2 separate regions of the Mus musculus genome follow, and region 1 is linked to region 2. Evidence: chromatin contacts called from public ChIA-PET data. All regions are on one chromosome and are shown on one strand. Each heading gives the region's core, a stretch centred on a gene start, on an enhancer-like site or on the middle of the called end of the contact. The rest is flanking DNA. Distances are from core to core; before and after follow the strand shown. Region 1 has its middle 13 kb from the start of Gm31449. Region 2 overlaps Abcb1a (ATP-binding cassette, sub-family B (MDR/TAP), member 1A).

Region 1 (7,206 bases), core at 3,654-6,153, 390 kb before region 2:
ACAAGCTGACTCATTGTGCAACTGCCTTTGTTCTTTTCGGTTCCTTTTATAATTCATATTGCATCCTTATATTTTGCACAGTTGAGAAATTACATATTTTTAAATTTATGCTTTCAGAGTTTTTTCCCCCCCACAGCCTTAAGGGCAGTCCTGAAGGTCACAGCATTCTATCATTTTACTGAGACATTAGACATACCCTCACCACCTGGGCTCATGCTGCCTCTGATAACCATGGGGCCATTAACCTTAGTAGAGAGGATGTTTCCCAATAACCTTGGCAAGGAGAATATTTCCTGAAGAAGGATCATGTGTGTGTGTGTGTGTATGTATATATATATATATATATATATATATATATATATATATATATATACTACAAACAAGCTTCATGCCTACCAACTATCAACATTCATGGAGGCCCATGACCTGATGGCTCTGTTGGGAACCATGTTGCTCCATCCCTTCCATGACCATGTAGGACTTGGCAAGACACAATGGACTATTACTCAGCTACTAAGATCAATGTCATCATGAAATTTTCAGACAATGGATGGAACTAGAAAAGATCATCCTGAGTGAGGTAACCCAGACCCAGAAAGACAAACATGGTATGGACTCACTTATAAGTGGATATTAGCCACAAAGTACAGTATAACCATGTTCAATCCACAGACCCAAAGAAGCTAAATAACAAGGAGGGCCCAAGATAAAATGCTTGAATCTCAATGAGAATAGAATAGATATGGGGGTGGGGGTGAGGATAGAGAGAATGTGGTGGGAAAGGGTTTGGAAAGGGGAGCAAGAGGCATCAAGAAAGGAGAGGACAGAGCAAGAGAGTACTGAGAGAGAAATGGAATGGCTATCTCTGGGACAAGCTAGAACTGTAGAATAATGGAAACTCCCAGGAATCTATAAGGGTGACCCTGCCTAAGAATCCTAGCAACAGGGGATATGGAATCTGAAATGGGCATCTCCTGTAGCCAGAAAAGACTTTCAATCATGGGGGGATGCAACACTAACCCAACCATAAAACCTTTGACCTACAAGTTGTCCTGCCTACAAGATGTGCAAAGGTAAAGATGGAGCAGAAATTGAGGAAAGTCAAAAGTAGAAAAGGGAATATTTTAGGGGGTTCTCTACAAGAACATTGATGATAGATAGATAGATAGATAGATAGATAGATAGATAGATAGATAGATTTATTGCAAGCTGTGATTTAGCTAGTACAACAATGGCTCTCTACTAACAGAAATTCCAAGAATCCAGTAGTTGTCCAGTCCACAAGGCTCAATGCTGCAGCTGGTCTTCAGTATATGCCAGGATTCCAAAGAAGCTTTTAATGTCAGTGAAGGAATGGACTTGCCAGCAAGAGTGAGAGCAATCAGACAAAGAGAGCAAGCTTCCTTCTTCAATGCCTTTTATATAGGCTGCCACTAGAAGGTGTTACCCAGATTAAAGGTGTATTTTCCCACTTCAAAAGATCCATCACTGGGAAGAGAGACCCCTTGGTATTGTAAACTTTATATGCCCCAGTACAGGGGAATGCCAGGGCCAAGAAGCAGGAGTGGGTGGGTAGGGAAGCAGGGAGGGGGGAGTGTATAGGGAACTTTTGGGATAGCATATATCCCAAATGTATATAAATAAAATATCTAATTAAAAAATAAATAAAAGATCCAGATTAAAAGTGGGTCTCCCCACTTCAAATGATCGAATAGGAAAAATCCTTCACAGGTGTATCCAGCCACTAGGGTTTTAGTTAATTGCAGATGTAGTCAAGTTGGTAACAAAGAAGAGCCATCACAGAGGGAAATCGCTTAGGAAGGAGTTGGAAAAAGGAGTGGGGTGTGTGTGAAAATTATCTAAATGCATTGTGTGCGTGTATGAAATCCTCAAAGAATGATTACATTATTATATTTGCAAACACACTGACCGTCACAGGAAGGTATTTGCAGCCACACTGCTTTTGCTAGAACACACAGTAGCATGTCAATAAAATCTCTAAACAAAGATAAAAATATCTGCAAAATACTTTCCTTTCCCTCGTTTAGTGATCAAGAGTCAGGCATGCAGAGGTCTGGGATGTCAAAGTTTCTGTTGGGAGATTCTCACTAATGACTTCGAGAAGCTGCCAAGAGAAAGTGGTGGCAATTCTGCCAGGTCAGGTCTACCAGAGATCCTTAAGACAATAATGTCTATGTTTTATGTGACCTGACACCGCATCAGGAACTTCAGCTCTATTTCACCGCTGTAGCTGCTGTCATTATTATTCATTACCACGCACGTATAGAGAAGAACAGAAAAGACAGTTCTTACCTGCTGAGCACATTTAAAAAGCTTGTTGAGGCGCAGTAGTGGTAAGCCGTGTTACAGAAGAAGGGCAGGGCATCTAATGGGAAAGTGGGCTTTCCAGGGAGAGTCATATAAAGGAAAGTGGGTAAGGCATTGCTTGTAGGCAAGGAGAATTTCTTTTTCTTTTTTTTCCAGCTGTTCGGGAATTTATTTCTTCCTTTTGGGATCTTGACCCAAAGGACTACTTTCTACCCCTTATACTGTCCCTTTCCCTCTTCCCAGGCAATGTATATCTTCCTACATACAGACCCCTGACCAAGGAAAGGCTCGGCTTTTGACACATTGGGAGTAGATGGACTATGGACTACAGTTTACCTCCTCACAAAATTTCCTCAGCATCTCTCCTATTGTACTGTGAATGTGGAGGAGATGCTGGGTTGGAAATGGCTCTACTAACCAGGGAAAAGGTACTAGGGGTTGGGGAAATGGTTTAGTCAAATGGGCAAGGAGAAATTTAAGCATGCCCAGTGTAAGGAGAAGATCTCTGTGAACAGGGAGGGACAATATATAAGAGAACTGGAACACAATGACTTTAGAAAGAGTCCAAAACAGTGTCGCGAATGACCTGGGCAGTCTAATGAAGGAGTGACCTCAGAAGACAGCCACCCCTTAGAGAGGTCAGGCAATTATGGATATAAGGTTGACTAAACACCTACTGGGCTTGCCTTACAAAGGCTGAAACCTAGAGACTAGGAGCAAGAATATGCCCAAACCTGGGGACAAACAGACCCATTATGAGTTTATGGTTCGGGATCCTTGACAAAGTTTCCTCTTTTCTCCTCTTCATTTATATCACCTTCAAAATGGAGATAAAAGAAGAGCACAGCGTCAGGTGGGTTTATAGAATGTATGCAATGTACAGAATCATGGTTCATTACTTCATGCAGGTCATGCTCCCTACTCTGGCTTAGGCAGGTGATGAATCACATCCTCCCAACTCTACTGTTGATTTTATGAGAGTACCAATAACTTCTCATGCATTTCATAGAGATAGCTTTAAAAGGCAAAGTAAGAGATAGTCTTAAGGACATGGTAGAAGCAGCAACAAAAATCAGGAGTAATGATGTCAGAAAGGAGGTGGCAGAGTGGGAAGAGGGGAGATGTGAGAGTCTAGCTAGTACTGGAATCCTACTTCTGAAACTTCTCTCTCTGAGCTGCTTCCTGGTGGTTTTCTATTATTTAAGAATTAGGTTTTGTTTTGTTTTGTTTTGTTTTGTTTTGTTTTTGGAGACAGGGTTTCTCTGTGTAGCCCTGGCTGTCCTAGAACTCACTCTGTAGACCAGGCTGGCCTCGAACTCAGAAATCCGCCTGCCTCTGCCTCCCAAGTGCTGGGATTAAAGGCGTACGCCACCACTGTAGCAGTATGAAGTAACACATACAGCCCATAGCGCACAACTGAAGTCAGAATGGCCCCAAAGTAGCTTGTAACATGAAGTCGTGCAGAGTATTCCTTAGTTTCTTCCATAAATATTCACTCAAAGAACGCTAACTAGTGCATCAAAAGCAGAGATTATTAACATAAGTTAAGAAGCCTTCACTAGGTGTTACCCAAGTGAGTTTATAGTTTTATATAAAAAGATTTTGAGGAGTAGACATAGCAGCACAGGAAACAACTGTACCCTCATACCACGTGGGCTCAGCACATGCGTGGTAGGCTGACGGCAGCTTAAATGCAACTGTCGGCCGATGTGGCTGTGCAGTCGAGCGCTTGCTTCCCACAGATAACGTACTGGCTTTCTTCCTCAGAACGGCCAGAGGGAAAGCTTCGTCTTATATTTCATACCTGCTACTCTTTTAACTGGAAAACGGGGAGCTGACATCGTCGCTTCCACTTGTAGCTGTCACTGTCAACTCTTATACCTGTTACAGAAGTCTTGCCTTGGGTTCTTACACTGGAAAACCAGAAACTCATAACTATTTCTGAACATGAAGATGATTCACGGTTTTCTTATTCAAGAGATATTTACAATAAACTTGTTTATAGCCTTTTATTCATTTATCAGGATTAAATTCTACAGCAGATTAATGGCTTTGACCCCGATGCGTCATCCTCACCATCTATATTAGCCTCAGAAAGAGACCAGAATAATGTTAATTCATTTTCCCCACCTTTTAGGAAACTCACGACCCTTTTCTGAAATTTGTTTTGCAGCTCCACATTGTTAGGAACATGGCTGCTTCAGACCATTGCTTGCATTCGTGGAAACAATCTTAGTGTGTGAAAGTAGGGCATGCTATTTGTTAGCAAACCAATTAATGAATCACTCTCCACACAGCCATTGTTAATGCCAGAGAGAAATATGCATGGCTTCCCTCTTTGCTGGGAAAATGATTTAGGGATTTTCCCCCAATAGAGTTAGGGAACCTGATTTTCTAATTTTAATCAACACTCAATTACTTTGCTTCCTCCAGTTTCTATTCCCCAAAATAGAAATCTTTGGGAATGGTTGAACTTTTAATTACATAAAACAATTTGTGTTTCCTCATCCAGGAGTGGAATTTGTTAGCAGTTTACACCACCCAGAGTTCAGTGTTGGGAGTTGCTAGTGCTTTCTGTTTCATTTTAACTACTCAGTCTCTGACTCAGTCTGCCCAGCAAACTTGTTTATAACCTCCGCTCTTTTGGATGAGGAGGAGTTTGCGCTTCAATTGATGTAGTTTTCAATTTATGCTTTTGCTTCTCCTTGCTTAAACTAGCTGAACATTCACCCCCTTCTACCTTTGATGTCACAGCAGCATCACAGCCCCTCCTTCCCTAGCGGGTGATGCGTTTGGTACAACATCTCCCAGAATGTACAGAAAACATTCAGTAAAAGTGCCAGGGAAACTTCAGGGAAGATACCAACTGCTGCCTCTGAAAAACTTTCACACTTCAACCTGTGTTTCTGTACTGAGAAACTTTCATACTTCAACCTGTGTTAGCTGTACTAAGAAAATACTTCTTACATCGTGTTAGAAATGAAGCAAAATTTTACAGTTTCCTAAGATATGAAATAAGGTTGCATTCCATGGTTTAGGTTTCCATTGAAAGAAGGGAGACTTTTGGTAGTGTGTTTATATTTTATTTTTTCGTGTGTGTGTGTGTGTGTGTGTGTGTGTGTGTGTGCGCGCGCTCGTGCGTTACTCAGAATGTGTGTAGACAACAGAGGACAACTTGCAAGGTTAAGTTATCTCCTCCCACCACGTGGGAGTGCAGGGATTGAACTCTGATGGTCAGGCTTGGCAGCAAATTCTTTTACCTACTGAGCCATCTTGCAAGCATTGGAGTTTTGATTGTTAACTCTACATAATAAAGGTTGGTGAATTATTGGCATACACACACACACACACACACACACACACACACATATACATATGTATATATCTAAATGCATAAGTATTATAACATATATGCATCCATATATATTAGTAATATAAAAATCAGGCAGAACAATTAGGATTAGTTTAATTACTAGTGAAGGAAGATAGCACCAGCCTGAAAGGAAAGGAGTTATAAAACGTATCAAGTAAAATTAGGAGATAAAAGATTCAGAGTAATCTGAGAGGTGGTGGTGAACACCTTTGATCCCTGCATTTGGGAGACAAAGGCAGATGGATCTCTGTGAGTTCAAGGCCAGCTTGGTCTACAGAGTAAGTTCCAGGACAGTCGCCTCTACCCAGAGAAATCCTGTCTCAAAAAACTAAGAAGGTCAAGTGTGAGATTAAACCTTAATATGATTGGGACTGGAAGATGCCTAGGTGATATATGATACCATAAACTTGTCAGTGCACAGCCAAGTCCTAACTGAAATGAGGTTTTGTCCTCCCCACCCAATTCCAGTCAACTCATTGGTTATGTATGACTACAGAGCACTTACTCTGTTCTGATCATCACACATTATATACATGTATTGAAGTGTCACAAAATACACCACAAATACATAAAATTAAGATGTGTCAATTAAGAAGAATCAACATAGGAACCAAAGGGTCTAGTGTATTCAGAAAGAGAGCCATTACACTCCTGGTGAGGAAGGCTGGTGAGGTTTTGAAGGAGAGATACAAAGGCTCTACGGTGACTTTTTCTCCCAGTGCCACCAGGTTTCACTGTTAGAGAAAAAATATTTAAGCTATGCGTTGTAGCATACTTCTGTAAATTGTACTCAGGAGACAAAGAAAGCAGATCACTGCAAGTTCCAGAGCAGCCTGGTCTAACACACAGTGAAACACTGGAAAGAAAGTGGGAGTCAAGGAGAAATAATGTAAAGAAAGGAAAGCATTCAGAGCCAAGACTAGTGAACAGGAGATTTTATCAATTAGGTGTTCTACAAAGGCTCGCACTTGGCAAGCTTTCCTTGGCTACTCTACATTAAACCTGGGGGTATGATGTAAGCTTACATAGGTCACTTATGACTATAGTCGATTTGATAAGGAATTGCTCTACTTGATCTTTGTACTGTGATAAACACTATGAACAAAAGCATCTCAGGGAGGAAAGGTTGACTTGTTTTACAGAGTCCATTATCAAAGGAAGCCAGGGAAGGAGGCAGAAACTGAAGCAGAGATCATAGAGGAATGATGCTTACTGGCTGCTCTCCATCGCTTACACAATCTTCTATGGCCTTGACCACATACCCAGGAATGGGACTGCCCAGAGCTGGCTCGGTCCTCCTACATCAACTATTAATCAAGAAAATCCTCCCATGCCCACAGGCCAATCTGATGGACACAGTTCCTTGGTTCCCCGCTCCTGAATCATTCTCTCTAGTTTGTGTCAATTTATGCTATTTCTACTACTACTAACTACCACTACAACTTCTTCTTCTCCTTCTTCTCCTTCTGTCATTTCAGGATGCAGGATAGACGGTTAGATGTGAC
Region 2 (6,413 bases), core at 1,841-4,340:
AACAACAGATACAAGCTGCAGAAAAATACCAAAGAAACATAATTTCAGAAAGCTTAAAGAGCAGAGGGAGGGGAAAAAATAGTCCAGGCAGTGTGCACACTGCCTCTTCTGGCAGCGATTACAAAGAACAGCTATAAAATGGAGCCAACAATCATTACCTCCTTGTGGAAGTCAGTCATACAGGAGTGATGCTTCCTCCTGGTTTTGAAGGAAGACAAGTGTTCAGAAGCAAGGTGGAAGACATCCTAGCCAGGAGGAAAAGCAAGCAGAAGCAAGAAAGATCCAAATGGACTTTGAGAAGACGCAAGTTTCACAAGTTAGAGTTTTGATACATGAAAGCACAAAAATAAAGTATATTAACTACCAATAGGTACTGTCCATGGAGATGGGAAAACTGGAAGAGTCGGGTGCTTGAAAGGATGAAGAGCACAGAAGTCTCTTGAGTGTTTGCACTTTTGTACAGGAAGTGCCACCCAGGATGTTAGAAACTCAACATCCGTTTTATAGCGGCAGTCATGGGAATGGATTAGATCATAAAAAGTGAGTAAAGAAGTGTGTGGAGTAAAGCCAAATCTGGACACAACGCAGCAAGGATAGAATGTTGACTTTTCTAGACCTTGAGATAAAAGAGGACGAGAAAAAGTAACTAACAGGTTGTGGTGCAAGGCCAATGAGGCCATTTCATTCACAATGTTCTATGCCCACAGGTAAGCCAGGCAAAGAGTCAGATGGTAGAAACATAGGAAGTAAGCTGGGATAATCGCCTACAAAATAAAGGAAGTAATTATTTCAGTAACCTGGGAAAGGGTATCATCTGTAGGAAACAAAACTAGGAAGTGAAGCAATATGGTCTCACAATGCCCTGTAACTCCTTTTCACTGCTAGGGAATGGTATAGAAAGTTGTCATTGTCTTAAACAAGTGATCAAAGAACACCATAAATAAATGGGGAAATACCATGACATTTGCTGTTTTTAGAGGTTTGTTGTTTGTTTGTTTGTTGTTGTTTCTTTACTAAAAGTGTTTCATCTAAATGCAATAAAACATTTAGATGTAACTTCTACATATAAAAGGCTAGGCATGGAACACTAAATGTAATGATGTTCCAAGGAAATGGCATAACCGGAGTATCAGGTAGAACATTCTTGTCCATTTCTTTCAGACCATTCTAAAGAGAAATCAATGAACACTCTTCCCAGTTGTCTTATTTTAAACCAACCAACTGCAAAACACAATTTTTTAGATAATTTGGGAAATTGAATGTAAAAAATATAATATTAAGAAAATGTCTTGATAAATAGGGTAAATATATTTTATAGGAAATGTTTTACAGAAAAGCCTTTGAAATTAATAAAGTGACATGGCTATATATAAAATACCTTGAAACTTGTAGATGTAGCTGAAACATGACATGGTAACATGTTAGTAATTATTAGCCATACATGATGTATTTATGAGTGTTGTTTTCTATTCTTTCTTGTTTGAGATTTTACATAGTAAAACTTGGCAAAGAGAAGATGGTTTCCAAAACAGAGAGAAGTATTTCTATTCATCTCAGACAGGAATGAGCGAAGAATGAACACAGATATTGATATATTTCTAGCAACAGAGATAGAAAGAGGAGTTGGCTTTCTCATTTCTTTGTGACCTTGTGAAAGAAAGGATGAGATTTGAGGAAAGTGGTCACATAACAGTGAGCAGGATGAAAGTGGACACCAAATGACTCAACTTTATAATTTATTAGGAAAGAGGCTGGTGTGGCCAAGTAGAGGGTCTCTCAGGGAACATTACAAAAGATGGGGCAGAAGAGCCAGAGGACCAAGAAGTCTGTTGTGAGAATGTGCCTCCTAGAAATTACAGGGAACTTTTACTCATGATATCTCAATAAGACTTGTCTACACAAAACCTGAAGAAGGGCAACACTAATAGACATGCTAAACTGGATGTGGGGGAGGGGGGTCTCATTGAGCCTCACCCCCAGAAAACAGAACTACAGACAACCAAGAACTGCTGAGAGAGGGAGAATTAGTCTCCTCAAGGATGAGCCCCTGATGGGTTAGCTAACACCAAGCAGTCAGTCCTGAAATGATACGCATACAAACAAGGCTACATGGATGCAGCAGGTTGTGTTTATATGTTGATGCATATATAAGTAAAAAGAGGCCAGGAACTTGGAAGAGGGTGGCTTATAGAACTAGAAAGAGAATGGGAGAGATGATGTAATTTATTATTACTAAAAAAAATTGAGCCTCAGTTTTGGTATTTATAAAATGTTTTAAAAAAATCAACACAGCTGTTACAAAGATTACAAAGCAATGCAGAAAACTTTTATCAAGAAGGTAGTATGAAACATGAAATATCCATTACTATTATTGGTTTGCAAACATAACTAAGAATTTTCAGACTCTCATAGTCAAAGAAGAAGAAGGCAAAGTTGTAACAACATATCAGGTACAGCATAAGACTGTATAAGCATATAACTTAACTAGTTATAGTTGAAGGCCTTTAACATAAAAGGAAATGGAAACTATTTGGTTAGAGACTGGTAGAAAGGACAGAGAAAGTAAACCAAGAACACAGAACGAAACAAACTGGTATTGAAAGCTAAAGGTGAATCGTGCCAGGGAAGAAGTGGAAAGTACAGGCAGAAAAGCCCTTTAGATAATATTCATGGCATGAATAGAAATATGACTTCACTAGAGCCACTGAGTTAGAGAATTCATTCACTCATTCAACATTTTAAGTTTGTTTAAAGAGCTAATGAGATTCATGTTTGGCTCTAAGTACTGGCAATGATGGTGGGTAACACAGGCTACCTGTCCTTAGAATGCTTAGAGTGCATGCAGTTGGGAATAGGAATGGATATGGTCACTATCCACCCAGTGTCTAGGAACCTACTAAGGCTCTGAGCACTCTTCTAGACTCCTGAGGAACAACAGTGAGCAAAACATTAAAACACTCCACTCTTGTGAGCACACATTCAGGAAAAAGAGAAACATCAGCAGTGGGGAAGCGGCTAAGCAGTTACAGGATATAACTTCAGGTGACTGATAGGGCCAGTGGGTTTAGACAGGCAGGTCAGGGAACATCTTTCTGAGATGAAACCTCAGTAACAGGAAGGATGCAGCTTTTGTTGTGGGGATCTCTAAGTCATGCATTCAAGTAGAAAGCATACATGCAAAGATGCTTAAGTAGACACAAGCTTGGTATATATTAAAGAACAAACACTATAATAAGAATGGGAGCAGATGTCTGTAATTAGATCATAAATAAGAGAGTCATACCATAAATGGTATGCATATAAGAAACAGCTTAGTTTTTACTCCAAAGTTTCCCTTAAGTAAAAAGGAAACGCATTAGAACCCTTAAGTAGAGAAGAAAAGCAGTACAGCACTCGAAGGACTGGACTGAAGTGAACTCGTGTGACTCTGACAGGTTGGCCTTGGGAAGTATGAAGCTGGAGTGGCTGCTAGAATAAAATAAAGCCTTGCCAGGAACGAGAGGCAAAGGAATGTCACTCCTAACATGTGCACAGTCTGGCCCTGGGACACTGTCTGTGAATGTGCTTTCTTACATTGTCTGACATGGTAAACAGGACTGCAGATGTTAGGAATCTGGGAAAGATTACCCTGGGACATTCAGATAAACCCACTGTAATCATAAAGATGCTTCTAAGAGGCAGGTAGGTGCTCAGAGACTATGGTGATACCAAGGAGGGGACATGGGAATGTAAGAGCCCCTAGAAGCTCAAAATGGGGAGGAAACAGATTCTTACCAAGAACCTCCAGAATGAATGCAATCTTCCTGACACACTGACTTTAGTTTACCCAAGAACTGGAAGAGCATAAATTTGTGTTGTCTTAAATCTATCTCGTGGCATTTTCTTCTTAAATCTACCTAATGGCATTTTCTACAGCAACACTATAGAATAAATGCACAGAGTCAAAAAGAGTGATAATAAAAAGAGCTAGCTTTCTTTAGAAGGAATCAGAAGCTATAACTGAAACTGATACATCTGAGTTCATGACTTCATGGACAGAGCCATCTTAGGAGAAGAGGACCATGGTGTAAGTATAATTGGCAAAGGCAGAGTATGGGTGGGGATGTTATAATTGAGTCAAAGAAAACAGTCTGGTCTGATACAGCTACTAAAATAGAAGGATGACTGGGGCATAGGTAAATGAAGCTGAGCAAGGAGGAGTAAGTAAGGGATATCATTGTGAATGGATAGAAAGAGTGCTTGGCATGAGGATCAAACACATTTCAAAAACATCTGTAAAGAAGCAGATGAATACCAGCTTTGTCAGTGATTCAGGGGATACAGGATTGAGAAACTCCTAAAGGGGAAAGGTGACACCAGAAGACAAAGAGGTGGGAGGAAAACCACACTGTAGTATCACAGAAACAATGCAGTGGCCATGACAAGGGCAGCTTCGAAGTCAGGCAGAGTTTTCAGATATCCACAGAGCTGAGTAAGTGATAGGGATAGAAACCAAATTCCAAAACATTCAAGCTAATTGGCAGCAAAGATTTAAGAGACTTGCCAATGGGCCAAACTCCATTCAGAAAGACTGGGGAAATGGAAGAAAAGGAGTGACCGTAGCTGTGTAGAGAAGAGGTGGGAACCAAAGTTCAAAGTTCAAGTGAATGATGTGATGTAAGAACTGGGCCAGGTGTGGTGGTACACAACTATAATCACATTACTTCTACTAAGCTAGAAAGAATATGCTCGTTTCAAGGCAGCATGGACTATACAGTAAGACTTTAAAGAAACAAACACCTCACTAACACTGGGTGTCTCTACCGTGAAGAACAGGAGGGAACAGATCCAAGTTCGGGTAGGTTTGTAAGATTATCACTGTTATAAAGGTCAAGGAGTGGTTGTTCATATAACAATAAAAGTCACAGGGTGAGTAAGAAGATCAGGAGTGGGAAGAAGACACTAAGCCAGGCGGCAAAGTCTTCAATGGCCAGATGGTCGTAAGATAACAGCATTAACAAAGAACTCTTCAGCTTCAGAGAGGTTACATTTTAACCAACCGTATGCTATCACAAACGATTACAGTTTTAAAAAGAAATAGTCTACTCATGTATCTAGGGAAAAGTTGTACCTTCCAGTACAATAGGTATGTGACTGTGAATTGTAGAACATTACATAACTTCTTAGTGTGCATTCTGCCCAGCTATGATAAGAGGATAAGAGGACTTCAAACATCAGACAATGCATGTAAGGTCCTGACCAAGGACTGGTTCCTGACTCTGAGTGCTGCCATGCATTTAGAATGATGATGGCTAATATGGTGCATAGTGTAGACAGCTCAGGGTTAAATCTGCCACAAAATGCTAACAGGGTGTGTGAACTTTGAGGAGCTCATTTTAAAGGAATCACAAACAACTTGGCACTTCTTCTTTTACTTCCACCTGTCCAGTTTCCCCTACTTCATTTCAAGTTTATTCTACATTTGTGTTTCTAACTAAAATGAGGCCTGACATAAAAAGAAAACTGGTATAAAAATGTGCATGAGTTGTTTGCTTTGTAGCCATTCCCTCAAGACAGCTAAGGTTCCCTAGTAAACATAAGTGAACTTTGGGAGCAGAAAGAGCCCAGAAATGTTTAGAGAAAACCACTTAGATATTTGGTATCTAGCATGTGAATCTGGGAAGGATCCATCATTGTAAATGGTAAATGTGGCCATTTTGCAGTATGAATTATGCTAAGTGAATAAATCTACAATTTTGTTACATGCTATGTAGGAAGTTCCTTAATGATCAGCTCAGAGTGAGAACCTTGGCCCTGTCACTGAAGGGCCACCAACAAGCATTATTTTGAATCTGTTGTCATAACTTGCAACTCCTTGCTGGTGAAATGGGTGTTTTGGACAGGTAACTCTGGGAGTTTGTTCTCTTCTGAACCTCATTCCATGTGACTTTCACCATTACTGACTTTTTTTTTGTATCCTCTTGTAATAATAAAACTTAGCTGCAGCTTTTCAGAGAGCTGTTGTCATAGCCACTGAGGTTTATCTGAGATGTCATTATTGCTAATTAAATACATCACCCAATCTATAGGAACATCCTGAGTTCTGAGTTCTCCTAGTAAGTCATTAGTCTCAGAGTTCTTTGAAATCCCCAATATGCATGTTTTATTCTTACCTAGAAAGTATTTTAAAAAACAAAAAACATTGCAATAGTATTAAAATTTACCCTAAAACCTTCAGAATATACATCTGTGTTTATAGGTTTTACATAAACATTAGGGTCCAGTTTTCCATATCAACTCTTTGGGACAAGAGAAAGACACCTATATTGGCTAATTTTGGCTGTCAACTTGATGTATCTGAGGAGGGAGCCAGAATTGGAGAGCTGCCTCCATCAGTTTGACTTACGAGGCTATCTGTAGAGAAATCCCTTGAT

What was found. ChIA-PET counts read pairs in DNA pulled down with a chosen protein or histone mark.
Region 1: an RNA polymerase II ChIA-PET map of effector CD8 T cells shows a contact between it and region 2, with 10 read pairs. The contact joins two enhancer-like sites. A contact is called at or near these places in 1 of 484 Hi-C or Micro-C datasets (the HPC-7 cell line) and 2 of 115 datasets of contacts at active chromatin or transcription factors (effector CD8 T cells and memory CD8 T cells).

Annotation. Positions count from the first base shown.
Region 1 is chr5:9,057,223-9,064,428 of GRCm38.p6, reverse strand. No RefSeq gene overlaps it. Among named protein-coding and RNA genes, the nearest start is that of Gm31449, 13 kb to the left of the region's middle. Within about 2 kb of position 4,903, at least 36 of the 459 cell types and tissues checked have an H3K27ac peak or open chromatin away from gene starts, as enhancers often do. A contact at or near this core is called in effector CD8 T cells and memory CD8 T cells, where this site is marked.
Region 2 is chr5:8,666,473-8,672,885 of GRCm38.p6, reverse strand. All of the region lies in intron 5 of Abcb1a (ATP-binding cassette, sub-family B (MDR/TAP), member 1A), which reads right to left. Among named protein-coding and RNA genes, the nearest start is that of Gm31157, 26 kb to the left of the region's middle. Within about 2 kb of position 3,090, at least 34 of the 459 cell types and tissues checked have an H3K27ac peak or open chromatin away from gene starts, as enhancers often do. A contact at or near this core is called in effector CD8 T cells and memory CD8 T cells, where this site is marked.